Linked DNA regions of Mus musculus: regions 1 and 2 are each linked to region 3. A link is a contact called in public promoter capture Hi-C data. All regions are on one chromosome and are shown on one strand. Each heading gives the region's core, a stretch centred on a gene start, on an enhancer-like site or on the middle of the called end of the contact. The rest is flanking DNA. Distances are from core to core; before and after follow the strand shown.

The links. Promoter capture Hi-C pulls out the DNA fragments that hold promoters and counts their contacts.
Region 1: a contact with region 3 is called in a promoter capture Hi-C map of pre-B cells. The contact joins the promoter of Hmox1 here to the promoter of Rbmxl1 in region 3.
Region 2: a promoter capture Hi-C map of liver shows a contact between it and region 3, with 4 times the contacts expected there. The contact joins the promoter of Tom1 here to the promoter of Rbmxl1 in region 3. A contact is called at or near these places in 2 of 39 promoter capture datasets (liver and pre-B cells).

Annotation. Positions count from the first base shown.
Region 1 is chr8:75,092,087-75,095,883 of GRCm38.p6, forward strand. It overlaps Hmox1 (heme oxygenase 1), which reads left to right and starts at 1,532. Exons shown (of 5, transcript NM_010442.2): 1 at 1,532-1,686; 2 at 3,770-3,797. The coding sequence starts at 1,664.
Region 2 is chr8:75,031,911-75,035,239 of GRCm38.p6, forward strand. It overlaps Tom1 (target of myb1 trafficking protein), which reads left to right and starts at 1,776. Exons shown (of 15, transcript NM_011622.3): 1 at 1,776-1,917. The coding sequence starts at 1,866. It overlaps Hmgxb4 (HMG box domain containing 4), which reads left to right. Exons shown (of 11, transcript NM_178017.2): 11 at 1-68.
Region 3 is chr8:78,507,646-78,511,036 of GRCm38.p6, forward strand. Rbmxl1 (RNA binding motif protein, X-linked like-1) reads right to left here and starts at 1,283. Exons shown (of 2, transcript NM_001252089.1): 1 at 1,154-1,283. It overlaps Slc10a7 (solute carrier family 10 (sodium/bile acid cotransporter family), member 7), which reads left to right and starts at 1,683. Exons shown (of 12, transcript NM_029736.2): 1 at 1,683-2,029. The coding sequence starts at 1,930.

The DNA.
Region 1 (3,797 bases), core at 282-2,781, 3.4 Mb before region 3:
GAACATACCTGGTCAAAGTCCATCCCCAAAGGTTAGTATTTAATATTTAAAGCTTGCTTCTAACTTGGCCCAAAATGTTGGAGTTGGTTTTTCTGGAGAATCTCAGGATTAACAAAACAAAGAAACAAAAGAATGAAATCTTTGTTGACATCAAAAGTCATTTTGAGGCTGGAGAGATGGCCTGTGGTTGACAGTACTTTCTGCTCTTACAGAGGACTTGAATTCAGTTGTGAGCATGGGCAGCTCACTACCACCTTAATTCCCAGTTCTAGGGGATCCAATGCCCTTTTCTGGCCTTCTCAGGCACCTATATGCACCCAGCATGAATGCATGCATACATATACATGGGCCTATACACACACATAAAATAAATAATATTCTTTTCATTGTTGTCTTCTCCAGACAGGGTTTCTCTGTGTAACCTCTGCTGTCCTGGAACTCACTCTGTAGACCACACTGGTTCCAAACTCACAGAGATCTGCCAGCCTCTGCCTCCTAGGTGCTAGAATTAAAGGAATGTGCCATCACTACCCAGAAAATAGTAAATACTTTTTAAAGAAATATTTTAAGAAGTAAATACTTTTAACAACAACAAAAGAGGACATACAAAACTATGGAGGCTTTGAAGAACCACCCAGTATGTCTGTGTCATGTCTGTTCTGTACTGAAGAGTCCAGCTCATCAGGAATTCAGAAGGTGAATTCCAAGCCTTACCCTGCTAAGCAGCAGTGGGTATCTGTGGTGATAGATGTGTCAGAGCTATGTGTCCTGACTTCACAGTCTTCTGTACCTGGGCATCAGGAAGTCATGGTGTGGACCAGGTTCTAGGAGAGCGCCGAGAAGGCAGCCAAACACTCGGGTGCTGCACTCCATGAGACCCTGGGCAGAACACTTCAACCTCCAGCTCAGATTCCCCACCTGTAAAACTGGAGCCATCTATGTCCCCACCATGATATATAGGGATAAACCATGGAAAAGTTAATCAAGGCAAGTGTCAGCAAACCAAGCAGAACTGTGAACATAAAGGATTGAAAAAACCAGCTATCCTAAGAGTTCCGGGAAGGTAGACTCAGGTAGTGTGGGTCAATCCCTGGGTTTGCCCACCAGCATCTCACATTTAGGATCGTCTTATAGTTCTGAAACCTTCAAGATTCCTGAAGGGCTACTCCCGTCTTCCTGTCACTGAGTAGAGTAGAGGGTTCTGGAAAGGACCCAAATTCTGCCAAGAGGCAACTCATTCAGATCTCTTCTCTTCTCTTCTCTTCTCTTCTCTTCTCTTCTCTTCTCTTCTCTTCTCTTCTCTTCTCTTCTCTTCTCTTCTCTTCTCTTCTCTTCTCTTCTCTTCTCTTCTCTTTTTTTTCTCTCTCTCTCCCTTTTTTTTGTAACAGACTTGCCAGAGTCATATGATTTATCCCCTTACAGGCAGGGCCCGCCTCCGGGCTGGATGTTGCAACAGCAGCGAGAACGCCGGCTCAGCTGGGCGGCCACCACGTGACCCGCGTACTTAAAGGGCTGGCGCGGGCAGCTGCTCGCTCACGGTCTCCAGTCGCCTCCAGAGTTTCCGCATACAACCAGTGAGTGGAGCCTGCCCGCGCAGAGCCGTCTCGAGCATAGCCCGGAGCCTGAATCGAGCAGAACCAGCCTGAACTAGCCCAGTCCGGTGATGGAGCGTCCACAGCCCGACAGGCAAGCGACTGTGTGGGGAAGGGAGCTGTGACCGGTGTCCCTTATCCTGCCTGGGAATGCAGGCTGCGGGGCCAGGGGACGAGTTACCGCCCAGTCTACCTGTAGCTATGGGAAGCTGGAGGGAGAAAATGTGATTCACTCCTCTGACACGCTGGAGGTGACGATTGGGAGTGTCTTGTAGTATCCAGGTTTGAGGGATGGTGAACGCACTGCTAAGTCCTGGAACCCGTACTCACTATTCTTGGGGTTGGGGGTTGGGGAGCTTGTCTTTTGCTGGCGCGGAGTGGTCACTTATCAATTTCCAACCTCAGACGATTTGTAAGATGCAGGGAGGCCAGTAGCAGAACTAGAGGGTGCTGAGGTTGGGGTGTTTTTTGTTTGGGGGTGTGTGGGGAGAGGAGGGGTTTTTGTGTGTTTTGTTTTGGAGACAGGGTCTATGTAGTCCTGGAACTCTGGAACTCCCTAGTAGATCAAGTTGGCCTTGAACTCCAGTTCGCTTCACTTTGCTTCCTGAGATTGAACGTGCTCCACCACCATGCTTGGCTTCTCCTCCTCCTCCTCCTCCTCCTCCTCCTCCTCCTCCTCCTCCTCCTCCTCCTTCTCCTCCTCCTCCTCCTTCTCCTCTTTGACTTTTGAGACAGAGTTCCTCTTTGTAGCCCTGGATGTCTTGGAATTCACTCTGTAGATCCGGCTGGCCTAGAACTCAGAGATCTGTCTGCTTCTGCCTCCCTAGTGCTGACATTAGAGGCATGTGCCATTCCACCCAGCTCTTTTTTTTTTTTTTTTTAATAAACCCAATCATACTTTTTTTAAAAAAAAGTTTTTTTTTAAAATATTTATGTATTTATTTATTTATTTATTTAATGTATATGAGTACACTATAGCTGTCATCAGACACAGCAGATGAAGGTGTCAGAACCCACCATGTGGTTGCTGGGAATTGAACACAGGACCTTTAGAAGAGCAGTCAGTGCTCTTGACCGCTGAGCCACCTCTCCAGCCCACCAACCTTATTTTTATATTTTTATTTAAAGTGTCTCATTACATTTTATTTATTGTGCATGTAGAGTGACACATTAAACATGTGAAGGTCAGAGGACTTGAAAGGAGTCATTTCTCAGACCACCATGTGGGTTCCAAGAAAGATTGGCTTATCAGGCATGGTGGCAAGTGCTTTTCCTGGCTGAGCCTCCTTCCAGTGTTTAATCCTCATCCCTGACTTTAGCAGTAAGGATTGAATTTAGTACTTCAGACATTCTAGGCAAGCACTGTACCACTAAGGTACAGTATCGGCACCTTTTTGATTTAAAGATCGTGCCGGACTGGTCTGAAACTCTCCAATCCTCCTGCTGGATTACAGAAACTATTTAATGCAGATACTTTGAGTATAGAGCGTGTGTGTGTGTGTGTGAAAGTTGGATTTGGTGGGTTTGTTTGTTTGTTTGTTTGTTTTGAGACTCTTCCTATATAGCCCTGTGCTGAACTTCCTTCACTATGTAGACAGACCAGGCTGACATCAAACTAAGAGATCTGCCCTCCCTCTGCCTCCTGAATGCTGGAATTAAGGATGTGTAACATCACACTCCGCTGGTTGTAAAATCTGTAGCTGAATTTTTTAAAGAAATGTCTTCAGGTTGGATCTAAAAGCTCACCAAAGTCTCTACCCTTAGCCAGGCTGTGGTGGTGCATGTTTTTAATCCCAGCACTCAGGAGGCAGAGGTAAGCAGATCTCTGAATTTGAGGCCAGTCTGATCTACAGAGTGAGTTCTAAGGACAGCCAGGGCCACATAGAGAAAAACCCTGTCTTGGAAAAAAAAAATCTCCCTTTGAGCATAGTGGTTGGACTAGTATGGTTCTTCACTGTGGTCAGGCCATACCTTGCCTCCCCTTTACTGGAAATAACTAGAATAGGGATTCTGCCTGTGGTTTTGGGGACAATATCCCATAGTACTTAATGACTGACATCTGTTTGCATGGTTAAGACGGTGGCTTGGCCAACATTGGAGGCTGGAGCTATTCTGCAGGTCTAATCATTCACAGACATCGCTTGATCCCCTGCTGATTCTCCTCTCCTCCTCCACAGCATGCCCCAGGATTTGTCTGAGGCCTTG
Region 2 (3,329 bases), core at 526-3,025, 3.5 Mb before region 3:
CCTATTACAGTTGTATAAAGAAACAATATTTTGTACTTATATTAAAGATCTCATTTTTAATATTTATAGTCCAGTCTTAGCTGTCTTTTCCCTAATTGGGCTAATCGTAGTCGGTATAACTCTACTCTACCCTGACATTTCTCTATAAGGGAGTGGGGGCTGAAGAGATGGTTCACTGGTGAAGAATATTTCCTGCCCTTGATAAGGACCCAAGTTAGATCCCAACACTCATCCAATTGAATGTAACTCCAGTTTCAGAGGATCAGTCACCCTCTGTAGCCTCCTTAGGCACCAGCACACAAGTGCATATACCCACACAGAGGTACACACACACACACAAACACAAAATTTAAAAATTTTAAAACCAAATCCTGAAATAAAGGTCAAGTTACCATGTTCCTATCTATCCTGGGCCATGCAGCCCTTGGGTCTCAGGTTGAACACACCTTATATGTAAAGGCTCTCAAATATCATTTGCATGTATTATAAAAGGAGAGAATATGATAGTTGTGGCATAGCAAATGAAACCATTTAAAATATTGCTATTGGCCTAAATCAAAAAGTATCCATCAATCTTTTGTCAGAGTTGCATGAAAATTCTATGCCAAAAAACAGACAGTTCATATCCCAGGAGCTTTCCAGAGTCTTGTCTATTTTAAATAAAAAAAAAATGTGATGTCACCTCCTTGTCTCTGAGTCAACAGCCACATGGCCTGAAGTGAATATGTGCTAATACTGTGAACATTGAAATATGGAAATTTGACCTTTCATGGTTAAGGAAAAAGTTAATGGAAAAACAAAATGTTAAAAGTCATAAGTAGCAAAAAAAAAATAATAATAATAATAAGGCTGCATGCTATGATGCACATACTTCTCCAATTCCAACACCCCAGGGATCTGAGTTTGAGGCCAGACAAGGGATATTGTCAAAAAAAAAGGGGGGGTGGGGGGGACTGCAGCACCGGGTTTCAGTGTGGCAAAGTCCTAGGTATGAGCCCTGCCAAAATGGAGGAGGAAGTGTGATGGCCCACAGTACTTGTTTAATCTCAGATTAAATGTGGTGAGAGAATCGATTCCTCCACGTTTTCTTCTGACCTCTCTGTATGCACCATGGAACACACACATATAGAGTTAAAAAAAAATTTAAAAGTTTAAAACATAATGCCTTACAAAGATACAGCAAGGAGGAAGCAACCATTACGGAATGCCTTATGAGTGATTTTCATGTCACCTCAATACTCTGAAAGCATTACATTATGGATATTTACAGCTGAGGGGAACAGATAAGGAAAAAGCACTTTTCCGGTTTGCCAGGTGAGAGCCAAGGCAGATGAGGTGGCTTATGAGGTGAAAGCATTTGCCACAGGACAGGCAGTTCATTCTCTGTCTCAAGAGAGCAAAAACCCAGGCCCTTGCCTCCTCTGGCTCTTGGAGCGGGGAGACATCAAATGGAAATTTCGAGTCCGACTTGGGCAAGGAGGCTGTCATCCTCAGGGCTTGGTCCCCAGGACTAAAGGCTAAGACACTAATACTAATACCTGTCTGAGTATGCGTAACCTGACCCAGGTCTTTCCCTGGCCAGAGACCCAGTTTCAGGATGTCAAGACTTCCAGGCTCCACAGTGGCGCGCACTGAAGCTTCAGGGGCGTGGCTTAGAAGCCGGCCCTCCCAGGCCCCGCCCTGGTGTGGCGTCAGCCACGGCCCAGGGGCAGCCTAGTAGGGGGCGGGGCCTCGTGGCTGCGCTCCAGAGCCCCCGCCTGCCGGCACCACCCCGCGGGCTGGCCAACGGGTCACGTGGCGGGTCGGCGGCGCCGGCGGTTGCTGTCACCTGATTCTGGGAGCTGGTGGCAGCGGTAGCCGCGGCAATGGACTTTCTCCTGGGAAATCCGTTCAGCTCTCCGGTGGGACAACGGATCGGTGAGTCCCCGGAGCCGCGCGCAGTCCCGCCCCTGTGTGCCGCTCTGGCCTTGGCCCTGGGACCTGTCGGAGTCCGCAGTCTGGCAGACAGGAGGGAGGCTAGGCGGTGAGGCTGGCGCGGCGCTCTGGGCTCCGCCCACCCTATGACCCACCTGATTGACAAGAACACGGGCCAATCGGAAGTCTTATATGGGGATTGATGCTTGATGTAGCCAATAGGCAGTGGAAGGAGGCGGTCCTGGGCGGATGTGGTTCAGCCAATGTGTGCGTGCTGGGGTCCGAGTAGAGGGAGAAAGTTTGGGTTAAAGGGACTGCTGTGATGAGAAGGCGTTGGGCCGCGCCACCACCGGGCGCGCGCAGACTAAGAGCCCCTCCCGGGCTGGCGGCGTCTTGATCATTCGCCGCGTCACCGACTCTTCACATTCCGAGACGCCGGGGTGTCTAGGTTCGGCCGCGCCTCTGTCCCCATGGTCGGGAGTCTCGGGTTTATGTGACGTCGCCCCCGTGATGGTCCTCGCCCATAGTTAAAGGGTCATGGCCCAGCCTTCCTGGACTTGTTTGATCATTAAATGCATTAATAAGATAGCACTGAGGATGTTTCCTGGCACATGGCTAACGCCTGTCATTGTCAACGTGTTACCACCTACTGGGGCTGGAGCCCATGGGAAGGTGCCGGCTCCCAGCACCTACTCTCGGGCAAAGGCCAGGCGGCGACGTTTCCCCAGGAATGGGTGGTCTGGGCGTGACATCCATACCCCCTTACCTGAAGGGTCCCGACGGCATTGTGAAATTGGGAAGGCCGAATCTGAAAGCTAAGGCTTCCCCTGAAACTGTTAACCCAGCTCTGTGTTGTAACCAACACTGCAGCTGTTAGTAGCTCTTTTGAGGTTCTCATCAGTTCTCTGCAAGGGAGCTCTGATGCCTGAAGCCCAGGTGCTTCACCATAAATCGTTGTTTGAGACCTGGAAAGAGAAGGCAGTCTTCTTCGCAGATTTCCTATGTAAAACAGGCAAATTAGTCTGGCCTTCAAAGCCAGCCTCAAAGTCCTGAGACTTTTTGGATAAAGTCTTTTGGGTTCAGTCTTTTAAACTGCCTGTCAGTTCAAAGCTCAGCATCTCTCCTGCCCTGAAAGTTGCCTGCCTTGGGCAAGAAATACTTCTGATTAAGAGTACTGCTACATCAGTACCTCAGAACACTGACTAAATCTCACTGCTGGACCCTTTCTGCCTTGGGGTTCATGTCAGACCTATCCAAGACTCAGATGGGCAGGTGTAGGGTTCCCAGTTCTCTTTGCAACTGGCTGGGAAACCACACGTTTTGAAATTTCCCACCAGAAGCAGTGGTTCACATCTGTAATCCTATACCCAGGAGACTAAGACAGGAGGATTGACACAAAGTCCCAGGCTAGCTGA
Region 3 (3,391 bases), core at 33-2,532:
CAGCCCTAGCAAACTAATACAGTCCTTGACAATACAATTCACAAAACTACGGTTAAAATATTCTATGAATTAAGATTTTGTTCTAAACAGGTCAAAATCTCTAGAAAGACTCTGTGAGCAGCCTTACTTAAGCAGCACTATCTGTGATGACCTTTTGAGTATTCGATGACTGAGGCAGATTTTTTTTTCCTTTTGAACCAAGCAAAATTACTGAAGAAAATTATGTTATAAATTTTACTTCCTAGAACTCCACTTACCTTGTGACTGTCTTATAATAAGCCTTTATCACATTTCATGTACTTCTTTTGCCTGGTAAATTGTTTAATGTCTCCCTATTAAGTTCTTTTTATCTTGAGATTAGCTTTTCTTCATGCTGCCTGATGCGTAATTACCGAGCAGTGGGGGCTGTGCAACTGAGAACTGATAGCACAACTGCTTAAAGCAGCTTAGTTTTTGGATAGCGAGTCATGTCAGCAAGATAAAGTTAAATAGAGCAAATTGCACGCCGAGTCTCTTTCAAGCTTTGAATGCATTCAGAATGAAAGTCTGGTACAATCCCTTTCGAACGTTACGTTCCATAGTAAACTATTCAAGTAGCTGATACCAGGCTGCTTCAAAATGTCCCACAATACTTTGTTCCTTTCTTTCTTTGGGTGCATAAAGAGGAAGGGTTGATGCTCGGAAGACCATTCGTGAAACTATGTCATAGATTCGCCAAAATGCAATGCAAGAAACCGAGGGTTGGGGGAGGGGGCGGACATCAGACCCTCCACCCTGGATCTGGCCCTCACTGCTTTTGTTCTGAGTTCCTGGCCCCCTCTCAGTTGTCCTGTTGCTTTAGTGGTTCGGGGTCAGGCAAAGGCCCGCACCACGCGGCCTCCGGAATCGCCCGCCCACGCGCGGCACACGGGTGGGGAGGAGCCTGGGTCGCTCTCTCACCGCCCCCCAGGGAAGATTTGCCCCATCCCGGCCGTCCTCCCCACTCCCGAGGCGGGTTTTGGCCGCGGAGGCGGTCGGGCAGAAAGGCCCGGGCAGGCCACCGACCTGGCGGGAAGGCCCAGCCCGCCTTCCCCGCCTTCCCGCCGCCGCCGCTGCGGGAAGGCGGGGGGCCTGCCGTCCCGGACGTCTGCTCGGCCACCGATTTTCAACCTACCCACGGGGCTAACGCTTCCCTAACTAGGAAGCCGCTTTCCCGCGCCGGTCGCCACACGCGTCTGCCGCCGCCGCTCCCGCCGAGAACCAGAGGCCGCGAATGGCTTCCCCTCCCCCCGCGCAACGTCAACGCGACGTCGGTCGTCGCCGTAATGTCTCGAGTATACGCGCATAGACATAGCAGGCATTGGCGCGCGCAGCCGCCGCCACGGCGCAGCCCGGTACCGGCCCAGCGCACGCCGCGGGTCTCTCGGGCTCAGGGCAGAGTGAGAGACGCTCTCTGCAAGGCATGTCTCGGGGCTCGGGCCGCCGTCAATATAGCTTTACTGCAGCGACACCCATGATGAGGCTGGGCGTCTGGGGCGCCTCATCCCTCTCTCCCACTGCGGGCCTCCCCAAGCTTGGCCGTGTATGCACGGCGGCGGGTCCTGTTAGTGCAGCCCGTGACTCGTCTCACTTGCGTGCTCCTGGTGTGCCTCCGTTTTACGTCCCCTGCGCCCTGGTCCTCGGCGGGTGGGCGCGTCTATTCTGAGGTGCGTGGTAGTGATGGCGGCGCTCAGCGAGGCTTTCCTGTCACTGGGTACTACTACTCCCAGCCCGCCTCGGAGCCGCCCGAGCCACCCCTCGGTCTTTAGTTTACGAGTGGCAATTTGACTTGCTCTGCTGCATGTCTGGAGGGATCGAGGAAAGTGTGGAGACGCCCCGGGGATTTAGGGATCGCAGTTTGGAAAGCAAGCCAGCCAAACAAATAAACAAAACCCACCCGCCCTAACAAATATGAGGCTGCTGGAGAGGGCGAGGAAAGAATGGTTCATGGTCGGGATAGTGGTGGCGATCGGCGCCGCTAAGCTCGAGCCGTCGGTCGGAGTGAACGGGGGTAAGTGCCGCACCTCCGCCGGCTGCAGCGCGCCGGCTCCCACTTCTGAACTCGTCGGCGAGTCCCCGGGAGGAGCGGCCGCCCTGGCTGCGGCACAGCCCTCTGTCTCGCAGCGGGAGAGAGGGGGGCTTTTAGCAGGTTCTTCTCACTTGCTAGCCCAGGAGGGAATTAGGAATGGGGCAGGGGAGTGGGAGTGCAGGTTGCCTTTTCTGCGGGCAATCAATGACTTCTGCTCAGTGCCGGAGTGAGGGTACAGAAACTGAAAGTTACTCCTCTCGTTCTTAGTAGCATCCCATCCCAAGGGACTATAGGTTGCCAGGAGTTCTTTATCTATCCTGGAATAGACCTCATTATCCAGTCTATTTCCGACTCCTCCCTTTTGCCGCCCCCCCCCCCCAAAAAAAAGTCTGTTGGAGAGAAAGGGGTTTGGGGGAGATTATTGGCGGGAGCGGCGGATAGGAGAAAAAGGAAAAAAGGATACCCTTGCTCCAAACTTCAATTTTTAGTGTGCCTTAGTTGCTGACTAAAACTCCCAATTGTACTGACACGTTGCACTCTTTCCTTACGGGACACTACTTCCGTGTGCTGCTGGGCTGCCGTTACTACAGCAGCCGTCCAACAGTTGCAGACTGTGTTAGACTATGCACACTGTATGTTTTGGCAGGGAAGTGTGGATGGGTTAAAACCTCCGCTCCAATCTCTGAATAGTAGGAGCTTTGTAATGTGACCTGTGGACACTGGTGGGAACATGGGACGTGTCACTGGCGTTTTATACCCTCTCCCCCACCTTCAGACAACCTTGTTCTGCTTTTCATAGATATTAATTGAGTTTCTTCAGTTCATATGTTTTTGACCTCATGAGTTAGGTTCCAGGTTTATTGGCAGATCGAATATATCAACCATGCAATGGACCCAAATAAGGACAGAAGAACACACAGTCTTTCCCAAGTAGGAGGTGCCCATGTAGATATTTGAAATTTTACCTTGTTATTAAAACCTTACAGAAGTGAATGGATGATCTCTCTGAATAGTGTTTTTTCTTTCCCCAGCCCTAATTTCTCCATTTAGAGTAACTTCTGGAATCGTTTGGATTGAATTATTTAAACAGTGATTTCGATAGGAAAGCTTTCTATATTTAATTTTTTCCCCTTTAAATTTAACATATTTTAAAATTTAAATGCAACATAGAGTATGTATAGTTACCAGTTAGTTTTAGAAACAACCTTTCTGTGAGCCTTTGGGAAACTGTTAAGTTGGGATTTTGAGTTCAGTCAAATGAAGGGGGAATCTCTTGTTCCTGGAGCTGGGAGAAGTGACATGCTCCTGTCTTTGAGGCTACTTACGATGCTCCACTGTACTGGT